2 separate regions of the Sus scrofa genome follow, and region 1 is linked to region 2. The links are chromatin contacts, called in public Hi-C maps. All regions are on one chromosome and are shown on one strand. Each heading gives the region's core, a stretch centred on a gene start, on an enhancer-like site or on the middle of the called end of the contact. The rest is flanking DNA. Distances are from core to core; before and after follow the strand shown.

Region 1 (2,700 bases), core at 161-2,660, 70 kb after region 2:
AGGGAGGCACTTGTCCATTAGCGTGGGAGTCTGTGTCCCTTATTAGGACTTGAGGCAAGTAAGTGCTCTGAGAGGACATCTTAGTTCCTTGTGTGTGGTGGTTTTTTTATATTTTGAGAATAAAACTTCTTAGAAAATTAGTCCTATCTTTTTCGTTTCCCCTTAGGGTTAGTTAACACCTTTGAAAATGCCAGTTTATCCATGTTTAAATAAGGAGGATGTTTATTTACATAAAGGAGAAAAATGCTTTGGTTGGGTCAGGGTTGAGGGTGGTTCCCATGGAAGCAAAGGGATTCGTGGTCTGTGGGGCGACCCTGTGCCAAGGGTATAAAGCTGAAGGTCAAGTATATGGATATTAGGAATTGTCAAGGTAAAACACAAGACTTGACACAAAGTTTGGGTGGGCCTCTGGCAGACCATTCTGGCTCTATTCCTCCAGATTCCCTCCATGGGTATATTGCTAACTTCCCACTTCCGTCCAAAGTATTGGTATAAAAGTTTAAGGAGCCTAGATGGTATATTAATTCCCCACTGCTGCTATATAACAAGTTACAGTAGCAAACTGAGGGAAGATTCCATTTCCTTCTTCAGCTTCTAGTGCCTTGGCTTGTGGTCCCAGATGTTTTCCTCCATCTTAAAAGCACATTACTCCATAGTCTCTGCTTCCACCATCATCTTCTCTTGTTCTGTAGTCAGATCTTTTGTCTCCCTTTTATAAGGTCACTTATGATTTCACTTCAGGCCCATCCAGATCATCCTTCCCATCTCAAAATCCTGCAGTCCTTTCGTTGCCACGTAAGGTTAAAACAATTTTTACAATAAGGAGGGACCAGTGCCTCTTCCTTCCAGAGGCTTCTAACATTGTGTTACTGTAAGTGAATATACATAATCTGCTTCTGGAAAGTGGATTTTACTCCTGTGAGTCTATTCTTACCTAACATTAGTTTAAATCAGGTTTTATTCTTACTAAGATTTAAAGAGCATTACATTGGTAGTCTGACTGGAAAATGAAGATGGACAGGGCTTTTTTCCTAGCCTGGGGATGAGGGACAGCCATGGGAAAAATCAGAATCAGAGCAAGTGGTATAACTGATATAAAGATGAGATTAGCATGTAGTGAAAAGTTTAGTGGCTTTGGAGAGGTAGTAAAGCTAGTATTTGGCAAATCCTAGCTTTACCATTAATATTGTTACCTCAGGAGGATTAATCTGAGCCCAGTGGTAAAGAGTTTTTGTTTTTTAAATAAATGGCATATAGGCAGCTTGAGCGATGGAGATGATTGGTTTTTTGTGTGAGGATAATTCTAAAAATAAAATGTAGCAGTGAAACAGCTGCTATATAGATGATTCTAACTCCAGTTATACAGTCCAAGGAATGTCGTTTCCCAAGCCTCAGCTATGTTTCCAGTCTTTATGGCATCAGTATTTTCAATAACATACAGTGAAATAGTAGTACTCCCTGCACCAGTGCATAGCAACAGTTGTACAGAGAAATGACATCAACAAAAACAGCATCACTGACTCACACTCACACATGGAAACTAGGGAGCTTTATTGGTTACATATTGTGCTGCAGAGCCAACAGACAGCATTAGAGCCAGAGGATACATGCAGACAGGCAGCTTCAACTATACACATGCACCCAAGGAGCCCTGAGTCACTGCTCATGGCTTCACCCTGGTTTCCAGCGACAAGGTCTGGCCTCGTTGGTCCCATGCTTGGAGCAGGAATGTAGGAGAAGCTGCTGCACCTAGACTCCAAGGGGCAGGGTGAGACCAGAGCACCTGCCTGAGCAAGTAGGTGTGGACCAACAGATACTGATGTCCCCTAGCAAGGACGCCTATAATGTAATAACAACAGTTTATTTGAGGACTACTTCCCTAGCCCTCCCAATCTTTAAAATACAAAAAAAAAAAAAAATAGACTTTATTCTCTTAAAAATACATTCCATTCAGTACATGTTCTGAGCTGTGAAGCAGCAGGAAGGTAGGGCCCCTTTCCTATGATCTTGGTTGTGAGGCTTTGAGGAGAACCCTATTCCCCACCCTGGGGTATTTGAAAGGTAATCCCTAAAAGCAGCTCTTCCAAAGCAGTTTTGTCAGAGTAACAATATCAAAAAAACAAACAAAAAAAACCCCCACCAATGAAGGCGGCTGGGGACCCAGAGACCAAGTCCCTTTTCCTTTACTGGGAAGTGGTAGCACTTGACACTAACCCACTAAACATAAAGAACTAAAACTGCCCCAGGATGACAAGTCCAAGATCAATACAGGCCCTCCCATACCCCATGAGAGGGGGATGAGTTATGTGCAAGTTTGCCTGTGGCTGAGGTTGAGTCCTTGGCCCCACTGCAATCCCTTTAACGCACCCTATAACTGCTTTGTTGCCACACAAAAGCAAAAACAGCCATAGTTTCTTTGTCCACCATCCCTGCAGCTTTTTCTGGTTGCTTCTAGTATCAGAGTGGTGATAGACAGGCGGCAACATGTGGAGACCAGCTCCTAGCATTTAGCCAACTTTATTACTTCCTCCAACCAAGCAGCTCTGGAATGCCAGTCTCCAGCCTTATTAGGAACCCTCCCTCAACCATACACCTGCCGGTGAAATTCAGAGTTAAGCCCAGCTGCAGAAGAGGCTGATCATAAAAGTGGGTTTGTTGGCTGGGACAGTGAGAATTATTTGGCTTGATCAGACAACTATT
Region 2 (2,700 bases), core at 9-2,508:
ACACAGGTTGGACCCTTGACCCGGCACAGTGGGTTAAAGGATCCAGTGCTGCTGTAGCTGTGGCATAGGTTGAAACAGCTGCTGGGAACTGAGCCCTGATCCCTGGCCCAGGAACTCCATATGCCTAGGGTGGCTAAAATTAAAAAAATAATAATAATAATTCAACTTCATCGAAGTACAGTTGACATAAAATATACCTATTTTATGTGTATAGTTAAAATGAGTTTTGACTAATACACTCACACCCCAATCACGATAGGAAACATTTCAATCACTCTCAGCCTGTTCTCTCCAGCTCTTTTGAAGTCAACCTCCACCCTCATCCCAGGCAACCACTGATTGGAGTCTATCACTAGAGATTAATTTCACCAGTTCTCAAACTTCCATTGTTTGAAAATTACGCTTTGAAGACACAGACTTGTGAAAAAGCAATTACCGCTCCATGTCCCAGTGGGAATAAACTTGAACGCAGTCTGTTCCAAGTCAGTGAAGTATTCCTTGAGGAATTAAAAGAATAAACCACCACCACCATCAGCGACATTAGAAAGAATTAACCTGGAGTGGAAAGATGTCATGTTGTGGGGATGGGGAGCGTAGGAGTGGAAAAGGGTGCGAGTGAGGGAGTGTGAAGGAGGGAGAGGGTCCAGACAAAATGAAGAGCATAAACAAAGCTCTGGAAGCAAGGGCAATCCCTTCTGGACGCATATTGCGTTTCCTATTTTATTTTCCATTTTATTACCACGAAACTCAGTTGCTCTCCAAGATTCCCCCAGTTCAAGTAGGACAATTATGAATAGTAAATAAGATCTACCAGTTACATGTCAGTGTTTTCCCTCACTAAACTGTAAACTATTTGAAAGCCAGAACTTGTCAGTCAGTAAAGCTTAATAAATATTGGTTGAGTTGACAAGTAGGTGAATGAGAATGAATGAATGAATGAATGAATGAATGAGGGAGCACGCAAGTCCCTGGAGGAAATGGTCGCCCTCGGAGGTGCAATCCGGCCCAGAAACCCTAGGGTAGGGACGGTGTTGGGACCGATCCCAAAGGCTAAGGAGACGCTCTAGGAAAGCATCGCGCTGTTTGCCATGGCGCCGCTCTAGCCTGGAGGACGCCGCTCTATGGCAGCGGGGAGGGCGGGGCCGTGGGCGTCTCTGGCCTTATTGTCCCGGCGCGGCGGGAGCGCGCTCCGCGCGTGTGCGTTCACGGCGGCGGTTGGTAGCGCGCAGACTGTGTGAAGTGAGGCAAGGCGGCTTCGGACCCACGGACCGACAGACCGAGCGGCCCCTACGGCCGTCGGCGGCCAGGCGGCCCGAGATGTTGTCTGGGAAGAAAGCAGCAGCCGCCGCAGCGGCGGCGGCGGCGGCGGCAGCGGCCGGGTCGGAGGCCGGTGCCTCGGCAGCGGGCGGCGCGGAGAACGGCTCGGAGGTGACTGCGCCGCCCGCGGGCCTGTCCGGCCCCGCCGAGGCCGGGCCGGGGGCAGCTGGGGAGCGCACTCCCCGCAAGAAGGAGCCCCCGCGAGCCTCTCCCCCCGGGGGCCTGGCCGAGCCGCCGGGGTCCGCCGGGCCTCAAGCCGGGCCTACCGTCGTGCCTGGATCTGCGACCCCCATGGAAACGGGAATCGCAGAGACTCCGGAGGGGCGACGGACCAGCCGGCGCAAGCGGGCGAAGGTGAGGCGCGACCCCTCCCTTGAACCACAAATCCCAGTACCTAGCTTCCTCGAGCTTGTCCAGCCCCATAACCACTCACCCTCGCTTGCCGGGGTCTTGGGCCTTGAGCCCCACGCCCACCTCGACCTCCCCAGTCACGGATCTCCACCCACCCCCCCACTAGTCGGGTGGGTGGGGTGAGAGAGGGGAAGGTCTTTGCCAGCGGTGAATGCGTCTTTGTGCTGGGACCCGGCCGTCCAGGGAGAAAGGGGGATGGCGGGGAGAGCTGTTTTACTCGTTGCATCTCGTACACCTTTTCCTTTTCTTGGTTGGGAAAAAATGGCTCCCTGACGTGGAGTTGTGGTGGGCCTTGTTGAAGACGTATATCACTTGTTCACAGATGTATCTGGAAGCCGCTCGGCAGTATTTTTGTGTTTCAGCTGGGAGCGTGTTGGGGCTGTAGGATGATGCTAAAGAAATTGCCTTAGCCTTGAAGACAGAAAAAAAGGAAGTTTTTTGGTTTTTTTTTTCGAGCCCTTTCTGTATGCTGGAGAGTTTTCCTCTTTTTCTTTTTATCCTGTCAACGTTCTTTTGACGTAGATTTTTACAAAGGAGGAAGCTGATGAAGAGGGCAAATATCAATTAGTCAAGGTGTAGATATACAGGAAGAAAAAGATTTGTCACATGACGATATGTACAGGCGATAGCTTGCCTCACATCTCTGGGTGCCAGGTGCTGTGTTCAGAGCGTCACCAACATTGTATTTTGGCTAAACACCAATTGGCAGGTATTGCTAGCCCCACTTGAGGAATGAGTAAACTGAGGCACACAGTTTAAGCAACTTGCCCAGAGTCACAAAGCTGGGTAAGTGGTGGAACTGGAATGTAAGCCCTACACTTACAATGTGATAAGGTATCATCAGCCTCTGAAACAAAGGACCACATGGGACACCAGCAATAAGCAGAACACTGGGGCAGTACTAGGGCACAAACTTTAGACTTGGGCCTTTTCTGGCGATTTCATGGTACAGTTGGAAAAACTGGAAATGTA

Evidence for each region. A called contact is a pair of places that touch in the nucleus more often than the background predicts.
Region 1: a Hi-C map of embryonic fibroblasts shows a contact between it and region 2, with 2.1 times the contacts expected there. The contact joins the enhancer-like site here to the promoter of KDM1A in region 2. A contact is called at or near these places in 5 of 47 Hi-C or Micro-C datasets (embryonic fibroblasts, fetal heart ventricle, fetal skeletal muscle and 2 more) and 1 of 2 datasets of contacts at active chromatin or transcription factors (alveolar macrophages).

What each region holds. Positions count from the first base shown.
Region 1 is chr6:80,971,736-80,974,435 of Sscrofa11.1, forward strand. It overlaps LUZP1 (leucine zipper protein 1), which reads right to left. Exons shown (of 4, transcript XM_021095506.1): 4 at 1,528-2,700. It also overlaps a transcript of KDM1A not described here. Among named protein-coding and RNA genes, the nearest start is that of KDM1A, 70 kb to the left of the region's middle. Within about 2 kb of position 1,411, at least 6 of the 83 cell types and tissues checked have an H3K27ac peak or open chromatin away from gene starts, as enhancers often do. A contact at or near this core is called in embryonic fibroblasts and fetal skeletal muscle, where this site is marked.
Region 2 is chr6:80,902,238-80,904,937 of Sscrofa11.1, forward strand. It overlaps KDM1A (lysine demethylase 1A), which reads left to right and starts at 1,259. Exons shown (of 22, transcript NM_001112687.1): 1 at 1,259-1,671. The coding sequence starts at 1,318.